Linked DNA regions of Delphinus delphis: region 2 is linked to region 1. The links are chromatin contacts, called in public Hi-C maps. All regions are on one chromosome and are shown on one strand. Each heading gives the region's core, a stretch centred on a gene start, on an enhancer-like site or on the middle of the called end of the contact. The rest is flanking DNA. Distances are from core to core; before and after follow the strand shown.

Region 1 (6,757 bases), core at 1,850-4,349:
TTATTAATCCTTGTTAAAGGGGCCCCTTGTAAACCTGGCCCCCAAAAATGCAGACTTCAAGGAGTAACAGTGATCTTTCAAAGAACTTGTTATATACAAACTATACTCCAATGTGCAGATTATCTTCTGGTGGTCCCATTATACCCTTTTTACCTATTACTACACTTCAAATCATACCCATGAAACAAACCAACCGTCTGGCTTGTCTCCAAATTCAAAATACACGGTATTATATGTAATAGGCAACAATGTATTTTTTGTTATTTCCATTCTCCACATCAACAATGCAATAAGAAATTTACACTTAAGCTTCTAATCTTTAAAATACAGCATAAAAAGAATAGAACTACATGTGAAATAAAAATTAAAATGAATTAAGAACATGTGAAAGAATGACAGCTTTCAAGAGGAAATCACGTTTTAAAAAAAAAGTACCCCAGTTGTTGAAAGAGTGTTACTGGCAGTGGTTAACAAACTCTTTATGTTCCCCAACAGAAAAGGGGTGGCATAAACCCAAGTTATATAACATGCAGGTACTACTGTTACCCTATATCTTGAAAATGAATGTCTTTCTGATTTTATATAAAAGTGAATTTTCAAAAAATCAAGGGTTTATTATTTTCTTCCAAATGAATCATCTTGCACTCACCTTAGACGCCCTAATCCCTAAAAAATTCATGATTTTTAATGTCTTCTAGTCCCAAACGTAAAGCATCTTTTTCTACTACAGAATGTTTTAATGAGCTACCGTCAATAAGAATCAGTCATTCTTCTGACCACAGATAAGGGTCAGATCCCCCCCACTCCACATTTCCCTTCCCTAAACTCTGTTAGCAATAGGGACTGTATGCTTGGGTCCTGTGCTCATTTTTAAAGCAAGAAGTAATGATCCGAGATGGAAAGACACCAGCGCCATCACTAAGACAATGATCCATATGGTTTGCCTTTCACCCGACAGTGCTTTCAGACAGTGCTTTCAAGACTTGACCCAAAGAGACTTGTTAATTTCACCCACATTCTCCCTCCCCTCCTCTCTGCCACCAGAAACAACTAGTGTATGTATGAAAAGCCAGGGGCCATGAAAACCACGAGGAAGGCTCCTTTTGTGTTCTCCTAAAGAAATCTTTATGAAGAACAAATTAAGTTCACTTTCTGAAATGTATAAACCACAAAACAACAAAACCACAAAAGGGAAACTAAGTACAATAAGAAGAGTAAATATTTTTGTTACAATACTATTAAGAGGTGACTCCTAGCTGCAAATTTCTTCCTCAGTTTTAGCTCTCTCCAGCACAAACTTCTCAGGCAGTAGGTCACGAGGCTGCTCTGTGTTTACCCACCACCTCAGCGCTCCTTGGCCACTTCCTAAGAGCGCTGGCACCTCACCCACTGATTACCTGTATCAACACAGACAACCCCAGCTTCAGGCCTCTGAAGCAACCCCTCTTGAGTGCTCCTTGGCCTTTTACAGTGGAGGCATGTGATGAGAGTATCTGCACCAGCTGTTCCTAATTACCTCTCAGGCTGGGGCGAATGACTCAGCAACCCAACTTTTTTTAAGGAGTCATCTACCTTGTTAGCCAACCAACATATTGAACAATGGTAAACCACTTGACAAAGCCACAGGTTAAACAACAATAATGCACGATGCCATGCCATCACTTAAACCAAGGCCATCCTACTCCCAGCTGACTCACCAAGTGTTTTTTCCCCAGGCTTCTTTAATCCAAAGGCTGAAGTGGCAAGCGCCTTCAAGCCCAGCCCAGCCCTTGCACCACTACCCAAGACAAGGAAGAAGCAGCCGGCCTCTTCCCACTTCTCTGCTTGACCATGTGAAGCGCTCAAGCGCTCTGACACTAACACCTCCGGTGTTTCCACCCTTTATCTTTCGGAACTGCTTGAAATGCAAACCCTCCTGGATATAAGCAGTGTTATACTACATGAACAAAGACCTAGTCGTGGCACCCTCCAGACCCAATACTGATAGAATTCTCCCAAAAGATAGGCATCCCTACAAAACAGCCTTTGTTCCTTCAAGCGTGACATTGGAGCCTGTTTTTCCCACACACGTTCTTTCACAATCACTACTACGCTATACCTTGAATCAGCCCGAATTCAACGCAGAAGGCTCACTGCACAAAAACCTTCTGTACAATTCTACTCAGTGACATTAAACTACCGTGCAAGAAAGAGAAAGCCATGGCACTCGCGTTTCATTAGACAAGCACAAAGCTGGTGTCTCTACGATCAACACCCACTCTCACCCGACTGTGGGAGTCTTTAATTACAACGCGCGGGCAAAACTCCAACAAAGGGAGCCCTGGGATCTCCGGGCCCCCAAACCAATCTTCGCTAAACCCAGCCCCGCAGGGTGGTATTTTTTGCTCCAGCCACGAACTCGGCCTTTCTTACGTGATTACACGCGCGACCTACACCCAGGCTGGGCAGACGGGAGGCAAACAGCTCGCCGGACGCGGCGGCTAACGAGAGTGGTGGGAGAGGGCGGAGGGATGATACTGAGCCGGGCCGGCCGCGCGGGCGGTGCTGATGTGTCACAGCCCCGGCGGGCCGCGCGCCGGCTGGGGATTGGGGGGGGGGGGGGTGCCGGGCTCGGACCCGGGTGCCCGAGAGGCGGGGGAGGGGGAGCGGGCGCCCGGGCCCCAGTACCTCCCGGCCCCCCGCCGGCCGGCCCGTGATAAAGTACAGCGCGGGCCCGTAAACAACGGCGCCGGCCGCGCGCGGGGCCACGGGGCGCCGACCCGTCGCCCCTTCCGGCGGACGAGGCCACTTCCAGGAAGGGGAGCTGCAGCCGCCCCCCGCGGGCCCCGCTTAATGCCCCCCGCCCAAAAAGCAGCAGCCCCGGTCTCCCTCACCGCCTCCCCAGGACCTGCCCGCGGACCGCCCCTCACAGGCCGGCGGCCCAGACCGCGCGCGAGACGCCGCCGCGCGGACCCTGCCGGGGAAGGGCGCCCGGGACAGGCGAGCCACTCACCAGAGCCGAGGCGCGACGCAGCCCGACTGACGGCAGCGAGCGAGCCTGGCGGGCCGCGCGGGCAGCTATCAGGTGACTCACTCCGTCTCCGCGGCCGGCCGCCCCTCCCCTCTCCTTCCTTTCCCTTTCCTCCCTCGCCTTCCCTCCCTTCCCCTCTCGTTCCTCCCCTTCCCTCCGCAGCCGCGGCCTCCGCCCCCTCCCGGCGCCCAAGCCCCGCCCGCCTCGCGAGGTCCCGCCCCGTAGGCCTGCCTCGCGAGACCCCGCCCTTCCCGCTCTGTAGCGCCTAAACCCCGCCCTCACTAGAGGCCCCGCCCCGCCAGCCAGGAAGCCTCGGTACGCGGATCCCTGCGGCTTCCTGCGCGTAGCCGAAGCCCACACGAGGGTATGCAGGGAGGTATCGCGCAAGCCCTGGGCAGGGCAGGCCTCGAGGAGGCGGCGGCGGGGTCCCGCAACCTCCGTGGCAGCGCCCCTGTGCGAGCGCAGGCCGCAGCCTGAACGAAAAAGCCACCCGAGGACCACCTCCTCCTTTCCTGCTGAAAGCAGAAAGGAAAAGCCTGACGGCCTGCTCGCTCTAAGTGTTGCCGGGATACCCGGAATCGGGTGCCAGCGGACACCAGGAGCGAGGACGAGAGCCGGCCACGTCCCTCCCCAGACCAGACCCCCTCAGGGGTAGCTTCTGGCAGCCCCCGCAGCAGAGCTTCTCCTCTGCCTTCTCCTGGGGGTGGCGGGGCGCCCAGGTTCACAAGGTTCTTGAGCTTCTTGATAGGGATGCATCAAGTGCATCCAGGATTTTGTAGAAAGCATCTGGCAGCCCTACTTTTGTCTGACAGTGAAAACAGTGGCGTCAGCTAACAGGTGTTCCCTTTACGTGGTGGCCGCCAGGAAACCTGGAACCAGGTTGAGTGCCCAGTGGTGTCAGACGGCTCATCTTAAGCCCAGGTCAGGCTTTCATCTTCTGCTGCTTATTCCGGTGTTCATCCAATTGTTGGTGTTAAAATTAAGTTCCCAAGCCATTTAGCATCTCTGGAGTTCAAAGCACTGACTGTGCGAAAAGATGTGCACCTGGCAAAGCCTACGCTTATCAATCTAAAGGGAGACCCGAGCGCTCTGGCACTGTGCCAGCCGACCTGATTGGAGTTGGGATCTTGTGAAGGGATTTTGCCGTTGGTTTTTGAGTTCAGGTCGAAAGACAGAAAGAAGTCGATGGCTGGACAGCATCAGCACCAAGATGTGTGGGCTCATTCTTGCACACCGGAAGACAGCCCTGGACCTCTCAGGGCAAAAAAAGACTGCCACGTTAATGAAGTCAGGTATTATCACTAACATGACTGCGTTTGTATTCACAGGCGGTGAGACTTAGGGACATTTGAGTTACATCCAAAATACACGAGAAAATAATGAGTGAAATCGTGTGGGAGTCCAAGGGGTAAAGTGATTCACTGTGACCTAGAATTTGGGCAGTAGGTAACATTTGCATTGGGTCTTAACTGGGAAGAATGGGGCCCTGCAGTCCAGGGAGGGAAGAGCGTATGCAATAGTCCAGACGTAGGAAGCAGATGGCATTTCAGGCTACCTGAGTTCATGGTGGGGTAAAAATATTTAGTTAGAAAGGAGGAAAGAACAATTGGAAATAGACATGGAAGGACTGGGGTTCTTACATGCACCTGAGCATTTTTGAGTCTTCACTCACCTTCCACCCAAAGCCAGTGGAATTCTAGTCTTCCTTCATCCCACACCTTTGCAATTTCTTCAAGAGGAAGAACAGACCCTTCCTCTTTGCGAGGAACTCTTCCTTCTGTACTCTCAATAAATGGCAGTGAAAGTTTCTAGCATATGCTCTGATATGTTAAATTATTTGAAAAGTCTTACAAAGGTATATCAAGGTGTTGAGAATATCAAGGCTGTTAGGAGTTACTCTCAAACTTTAGTGTTCATAAGAATCTCTGGATAGCCAGGACACGGAAGCAACCCAAATGTCCATCAACAAAGGAATGGATAAAGAAGATGTGGTACATATACACAGTGGAATATTACTCAGCCATTAAAAGGAACAAAACAGTGCAATTTGCAGAGACATGGATAGACCTAGAGACTGTCATACAGAGTGAAGTAAGTCAGAAAGAAAACAAATATCGTATAATATCGCTTATATGTGGAATCTAGAAAAATGGTACAGACGAACTTACTTGCAAAGCAGAAATAGAGACATAGATGTAGAGAACAAACTTATGAATACCAAGGGGGGAAGGGGGATGAATTGGGAGATTGGGATTGATATATATACACTACTATGTATAAAATAAATAACTAATGAGAACCTACTGTATAACACAGGGAACTCTACTCAATGCTCTGTGGTGACCTAAATGGGAAGGAAATCTAAAAAATGAGGTGATATATGTATATGTATAACTGATTCACTTTGCTGTACAATAGAAACTAACACAACATTGTAAAGCAACTATATTCCAGTAAAAATTAAAAAAAAAAAAAAAAAGAATCTCTGGGGTACTTGTTAAAAATGTAGACTCCTGGGCTCTGCCCCCAAAGATTCTGGTTTCATAAGTCTGAATGTGACCCAAGGATCTGCATTATTTTTAATAGTTAAAATCACATCACTTGAGAAGTACTGAGTTAAAGTTTATGGTATATATTAGGTACAGGGCAAAAAAACAAAATTAGAGAATGATATAAAACCAAGTCAGAATGGGAAGGGCCTCATGCACTGTGCCTACAGTTTGAACTTTATCCCATGGGCTGAAGGGAGTGTGTAGAGGTATTTAAGTCATGTGATTGTTTTTAGAAGCTAATTCTAGAGAACCTCATTCACTCCATTTCCATTGCCTTAGCTCCTTCTGTCTCTAAATATTCATTCACTCATTAAATCAACGATATTTGGAGGTTGAACAAATTGTTTTAAACTGTAAGCAATTACCAAGATAAAAGGTCGCCACAAGTTGAAAAACTGCCAGTTCACACTTCTTCCCTCAAAAATGATTATGAATTAAAGCCCTACCACCCCTAGCCCTAGGTTGAAAGATTTTTGTAAAAAATGAACATATTTCATTAGAAGACAGGCTTCCTTGAGCAGGATGGGCAAACATACCCCAGTGTTTACCTGCTATCTGAAATGAAAGGTAAGGTGAAAGGAATGTAGCCTCTGACTTGGGATATTCACAGCTTCTAAGATTTAAAAAAGGCAGAAATTATAAAATAAGCTACAAGGATATATTGTACAACACAGGGAATATAGCCAATATTTTATAATAACAATAAATGGAGTATAACCTTTAAAAATTCTGAGTCACTATATTGTACACCTGTCACATATAATATTGTACATCAGCTATACTTCAATTTTTTTTGAAGGCAGTAAAAGAGAAAAAAAGAACACAATATTGGAGCAGTAGAACTTAACGTGACAGGGGCCAAATTGGTGAAAGAGGTGCTACTTGAATACCAGATTGAATGACAACCAAAGTGGCACAGTGTAGGGTCCAAGTAGGGAAAAATTCTTGTGCCTCCAAAAACCAACTGGAGTAACTCTTTTGTCACTCTCCCCATTGAGAAGGGGAATCTGTTGTCCATCCACTCGAATCGGGGTTGGCCCTGTAACTGCATAGCCAAGAGAACACTGCAGAATTGATGCTCTGTTAGTTCTGGGTCTAGTCTTTGGATTGGCATCTCCCACTTCCTCTTTCTTGGGACCCTCCCTCACAGACAAGTCACCATGCTGTGACAAGCCCAGCATGGGACATGTGTAGC
Region 2 (6,757 bases), core at 2,878-5,377, 220 kb after region 1:
CAACATCTTCTAAGAAAAACAAAAAAATCTACCATGGATGGATGGAGAAACAAGTTCTCAGGTGGGCCTCCAAGAATAAACCCCAGATGTCACAGAACTGACCCACCTTGGGAGCCATACTTTCTGTATGATCAGAAAGGTGGGAATGAGGAATCACCACTGGACAGCCTGAGATCAAGAACACACCACCACAGCTGTGATGCAGAGAGCAGGAAGACAGGATAAGAAGCCTTCGCTATCACCACAGCTGCCCCTCCACACAGAGTAACTACTGGAATAGTAATGCCAAAACAGCATCCTCTCATAATTCTGCTTGCTGGAAGAACTACCAGAGCAGCTTGAAAATAGACTTTGTCTCCCTACCACCTTCAAACCCTCACATGAAGGTATCTTACTGGTGGAGACTTATTTCTATCCTGAACCATAACAGCAAGGGAAACTGGGAAATAATTTCAGCTCTCTGGCCTCTGCAATACAGGACTGCACAAGTGTGCCAGTCTAGCACATCCATCAGAGGAACTAAGGCAGTAACTTCTAATTTTACTAAAAGAGGGACTGATAAACACAGTTTTAGTTTATCGACAATCCATTCATAACAGCTGAAGGGAAACTTCTCTCTGAAGTCCTCTATGAGATTTCATCAATCTTCAGAGATCTAAGGCATCACTAATAGAATTTAAATGCACTGTCTCACTCCATTTCACCTTTCTCATCCCCATAACCTAACCAGCTCAATCATGGCCAGGCACCAATAGTCACTGGGACAACTAAGCCAACATTTAAAGTGAGGGGGAAATGATCACTTTCATCCTGTCCAAGATCTCCATCCTCAGAATGGTAATAACCAGGGAGTAATTAGCTAACTATACAGTTCATTACTTTTTACTTTGCCCTAATCCAGAAAGCTTTAGGAGAGCTACTAACTACAGCATAGCCTTGGACAGACTGACTAGACTACTGATGAAACTCTGAATGTTGGCCACGTGTACAGCTCATTTTCATACAAAACAGCCACAAGGCATTCCTTACACTAAGGTCACAGATGATCCTGGCCCCCTGGTCAACATTAAGTGCACCAGGAATTCTTGCTTCATGCAAGGCAGCCATAGAGATTTGTAGTATCCTTGATGAGAATTTGACAGGACCTGGGGGCTTTTTGTTAGATGGCAATAAATTGAATGAACCAGATCTTTTTTCTTGGTATGTTTAAGTATGAAACACACTGAGGCCCACCTGAAGGGGGTCAGGAAACTAAGAGACACAGAGAAAAGGATGCCAGCCAAAGCTAAGATGTAGAAAGAAGAAAAAGCAGTTGAAAGAGGTAGAGAATCAGGTGCCACCTTGGTGGAAGCCATAGAAACAGAGATAAACTAAGATATGAAAATGGTAACTTAGAGACACCCAACCTATGGCCATATACATGAAAAGTCATCTGGCTCTAGGATAGTTGTGCAATTTTGTACTTTTTTTGTGATCCTTAATAAACCACACCCTCTAAAGTGATCTCAGCATTTCTTTTCCTTGCAACCTCAATGATCCTAACTCATATACCACTATTCCCAGAGTAGAGGGAAGTGACCTCTCCAGGTTTATCCCATTCGAATGAGCAGTCTCTGTATGCAAATGAAGTTGGTGAGGAATTTACCATTCAACAAATCCCCATAGAAGTGGCTCATGGGAAGGTAAATCTGTCATTTGGTACTTTGAGGTTTAAGGAAAGTCTTCATCTGTTCTTTAACAGACCAGGTGTTTAAATGTTCTTCTTGCTATGGGATTCACAGAATAAATTCCCCAAAAGACAGAAATGTGGTCCAACACCTAAGCAGACAGTGGGTGATCGGATAAGGGTAATATATTCATCAAGGCAGATCTCATCGATTTATCAGATAAATTAATCAGGACAAAAAAGCTACTATGAGCATGTAGAATACGAGGGATGAACTGTGTCTCCTTGGCCTTTTGCAAACTCCTGGGCAAATCATCTTGATTGCTTTGTGTTGTTCCCTGATTTTATAGCAAGTACATCTGGAAGGGATGAATAGAGACCTCATCTCCCAGTTCTTTGGTCTTCTTTTCTGACACCCATTTTGTCATCCGTTAAGTCTCCACTTCATGCAATGCCCAGTGATAGATGCTGGCAATACAGCACCTACCTACCAGCTGGGAAAGATTGCAACTAATTTTGTCATTATAACTATGGTAAGTGCTCTGAAGGAGGAGCACAGAAGCTGTGAGGATGACTAACAGGGAATGTCTTGGGAGTCATCAAAGGTTTTCTAACCTAAGTGTTTGTTTACTGGAGTAGAACTAACTCAGCCAAAAGGGACCAGAAGAGCTTTCTAGGTAGACAACAGCAGAGGCTAAGACCCTGAAGCAGAAGAGGTAAAGCAGACAGGATGAACTATTCAGGCTATTGCAGCCAGAAGACAGAGAGGAAGGCCAAGAGGGCAAAGATACATGTGCTGAAAACAGGGACCAGAACCTAGTCCTTGAAGCCACATTGAGGATTTGTGTTTATTTTCTATTCTGGGTGAGGAATATTTGACCTACTATTTGGAGCCAGTGGAAATTTTGCCCTTGATGTTTTGATTCTGTAATTATGAATACACCATCTAACCCAAATAATACAAAATAAATGAATTTTTATCTAAAAAGCAGTCTTCTTAGCAATTAAATCAATTTAATTCTTGATAAATTACCATACAGATTTCCATTTCCTTTTTAATTTACTAAAATTAAGATCCATTTTTTATTATAAATTTTCCATGGAAACTCGATTCACCAATAGTTTTATCTTCAATGGTCCTTATCAAGACTTGAGACAATCATTTTTATTAAAATTTCATCAAGTGTCATCTTTAATCCCTTTCAGTTTTTGTTGTTATTGTTGTTGGTTATATTTATAAGCAATGCTCTCTTTGAGTTAGATGAATGAGTTTTTATTTATTTCTTAGCTAATCCATGAGAAAATCTTGTATTGTCCCTTTGAGAATCACTGATCTCTTGCATTGTTTCCCAACAGGTGGTTCACATACCAGTTGCTTTGAGGTGGCAAAAGTATTTTTTTAATAATTATGTATTTTAAGTGCTCATTAGAATGTTATAATACATTTGACACGTGATTATTCCTTAAGACACATTAAATCTGTCCCAAGTTAAGGAAAATAAGTCATTTGCAAGTGTCCAATCAAAGAACAAAAGACAAGTCAAACGTTCTGCTCAAGTTTTCCATATTTTCTACAAGGAGAGTGGATTACTTTCACCGTGTGAAATTATTCTTTAAAGTATTCTATTACCATTCAATTCTTTTGAAATCAGTCACGTGCTGATGTGGGATGACATAGAGGTCAGGTTTCAAAGGATTCTGGGAGAGTAAAAGGGAGTTATATTTCCAGGAAAGAGGAAGGTAGTTGGTTAACAACGTGCATTTTGCAGTCGATCTGATCTGGGTAGGAATCCTAGCTTTAACATTACTAGCGCTGTGATCTTGTACAAATTACCGTTTGTAAATTGCAAATTCCCCTTCTACCAAATGTAAATAATAAGAATTAACTCGTAAGATTGACCATTAGCTAAGATACCGCACATAAAACAAATAACAGATTCTGGCACATAGGAGTACTCAGTATACAGTTATCCTTACAGATTTTAATTATCACCTTCAAGTCCCCAGAGCTGCTACAGCACCCAAGTCAGAGCACACGCTCAACGAATAGATTTTGGGGATGAAGGCAGGTGCCCTGCCTTGGTTAAAAAAAAAGGGGGGGGGGGCGGCGCACACCTGCCCCAATGTTATGCGAGGGTCTGCAAGATTACAAGTAAGGTAATCTTGGAAGGTGTGGCTTCCAGGTCAGAACCAGCAGAATTCAAACGTCCAGGGCACCGAGCCTAGTCAAAGGGAAAAATCGCCAGCGTGCCACAACGGCCCGGCTGGCTGCGCGTGCGTCGGCCGGAAGACAGATGGCGCGCTCCGCGACCCGCCCGATCGATCGACCAGATCGAGGATCGTCAAGTCAGTTCTGACTGCTCAAAGTGCTCCTTCTCGCGAGGCTTCAGTCCAGGCGGCTGGGGGAAGGGGCGGACTCGGCTGGAGAGAGAGGAGGAGCGTGAAGCCGCCGCACGCTGCGTTCCCAGGAGGCTGTGCGCGCTCCTCGCTTTCTCCCGGATAGTCTGAGCGGGCGCGTGAACTGCTCCGTGCGTAGTGGTCATGGCTCTCCACGTCCCCAAGGCCCCGGGCTTTGCCCAGATGCTCAAGGAGGGAGCGAAGGTAAGGAAAGGAGAAAGGAGGAGTGAGGTGGGAGAGTCGGCGTAGGGCAGCGGCGGCCGCGGCGAAGGAGAAGGGTGTACTAACGGGCCGGGCGTGCTCCCCCGACACTGCGGTCGGAGGGAGAGAAGATTCCAGAAAGGGAGGTGTTCTCGGGAGGGCTCTGCCGCGGAGGCCCGCGGGCATTTTGGTTCTTTACGGACGCCGGGGAGGGTCGAGCGGGCAGAGACGGCGAGTGGGGGACGAGGCCGCAGACACCGCGTTCTGTACTTGGTTGTCGGACAGATGTAAGGCCGCTCCTGCATTTTATCTCCATCCGTAAAACGGGGGTGATGAGTCTCTCCTTTAGAAGGCGACACAGGTGAAACAACGTAGGTGAAATTGCTTTGGGAACTGCGAAGCTGATTGCCACAGTTCGGGGAGTGGGTGGTGCGGTTAAGAGAGGGACAAAGGCCTGTCTTGGCAACTTTTTTCTAAATGAGAAATAGCAGGCTCCCCATTTAGTTCGCAGAAGCAGTGCGTTATAGTAGGATAAACAGTGGTTACAATGCGGATGGATTCTGGTCGCAACTTAGGTTAGCTAGCTTGATGTAAAACTTACCCCTCTGGGTCTTGCTTTTCTCATTATTAAATTGAGCAGATTGGACAAAAAGGGTTGTAACGATCACAGTTGTAACCCACAAGGTAAGTGACACCCTGGCCTAAATAAAACTGCTTTGTTTTATGGCGAGATCTTGGACGTAATTTCAGAAGCTTAGTTTTTTAAAAATATCTTAAAGCACTACTGATAAATGTGTCTCTTGTGTTCAAATGGTAGTGTTCGTTTATTTGTCCCCCATATTTTCTGTGCTTAGTTAAAGGTATGTAGATAGTGTGGTTCCATTTATGGTAACAGGTTTAGGGAACTAGGTTCTTGTTGGCATGATGCACTTTTGGGATGTTGTGAATATAGTAAATATCAAGGTTTAATGTAAATATTGGTGAAAGAGCTTCGCTGAAAATGACATTGCTCACTTTTTTAAAAGGCTGAAGAACGTCCATGGTTTTTATTTTTCTGAGGCAGAAATAATAAATGGCCAAAGGATAATTTCAAATAATGATAAAGGAAATAAAATCTGCCTCGGAAAAAAAAATTAAAAAGCAAGGGTTGGGGTAGATAGAACAATTAAGATGTTCAGGAAAGAACTCTCAGCTCTGTGCTTAGTGGCGAAGATTAAAGGCAGAAGTGTTCCAGGCTGAGGGACCAGTGAGTACAAAGGCCCTGAGGATGGAATGAGTGTCACCTGCTAAAAGAAAGCAAGAAAGGTAATAGGGCTGAAGCTTACCAACGGAACGATAAGAGATGAATTGAGAAGAGTTGTAGGCAAGGGTTAGAATGTGCCTACACATTTATCCCTGACAGGGGCTTTACATTTTTTCCTAAGTGATGGGAAGTCATTAAAGGGTTTGACAGGATCTAATTTATGATCAGAGATGACTGTTCCTCAGAGAATGGGGATGGGGGAAAAACAATGTAAGGCAGGAGATCTTTAGAACAGTATTGTCTGTCTGCTGTGATGGAAGTGTTCTATATCAGGACTGTCCAGTATGGTACCCACTAGTCACAAGTAGCTACTGGGCACTTGAGTTGTGCCTAGTGCAACTGAGGGACTGAATTTTTAATTAATTACTTAAAATTTAAATAGCCACTTGTGGCAAGTGGCTACTCTCTTGGGCAAAGCAGCTCTAGAAAAATGTTCACATGAACAGTAGGCTCTTGAAATTTATCTGAGACCACGGGTAAATTCTAAGTCTAAAAGAAGTCCAGTGTAAAACTTGAGAATTTTAGTACTGTGACCAATTCAGTAGTTTTCAGTGTGTGCATGTTGGAATTATATTGCAGTTCAAATGAGCATTCAAAATCTGTATGCTTTGGTTCCTAAAAATTTATGAGGCAGATATGTTAATTCCCAGTGAACATAGAACTGCTGGATTTACAGTGCTCAGGTTTTAACACAATAAATATTCATGACTACATTTCAACTTTTAGAAAGTACTGATAAACTCTGAAAAGGTATTTTTATCTGCAAGAGCTCATTTGCTTTCTCTAATCAATCTTAGCACTCTTCCCTGCACTTTTCACTACATTTTTAAAAAATTACAGGTTTTATGTTTTGATGTGTAAGTAGGTACCTGTGGTCCCTAAAAATGTCTTGCTTTATTCATTCAACTAGTGGACAAATCTATGGATCATTTGTGAATACCAGGCATCATACTTTACATATATAAATCTTGCTTGATAGTTTTAACAATCCTCTGAAACAGGTACTATTATATTACCCCATTTTACAGATGAAGAAATTATTGAGATTCACTGTCCTGCCTAATCAGAAGTTTTTTTTGACAGCATTTTTCAGGGTTGGAAGAGGCTGTGTACAGGAACATACAGGCTTGCAAGGAGCTTGCCCAGACAACTCGTACAGCATATGGACCAAATGGTAATTTCTAAATTCA

What was found. A called contact is a pair of places that touch in the nucleus more often than the background predicts.
Region 2: a Hi-C map of lung shows a contact between it and region 1, with 3 times the contacts expected there. The contact joins the promoter of CCT8 here to the promoter of BACH1 in region 1. A contact is called at or near these places in 2 of 3 Hi-C or Micro-C datasets (lung and muscle).

What each region holds. Positions count from the first base shown.
Region 1 is chr4:15,424,988-15,431,744 of mDelDel1.2, forward strand. BACH1 (BTB domain and CNC homolog 1) reads right to left here and starts at 3,100. Exons shown (of 5, transcript XM_060010409.1): 1 at 2,993-3,100.
Region 2 is chr4:15,642,848-15,649,604 of mDelDel1.2, forward strand. CCT8 (chaperonin containing TCP1 subunit 8) reads left to right here and starts at 4,128. Exons shown (of 15, transcript XM_060010422.1): 1 at 4,128-4,267; 2 at 6,651-6,741. The coding sequence starts at 4,208.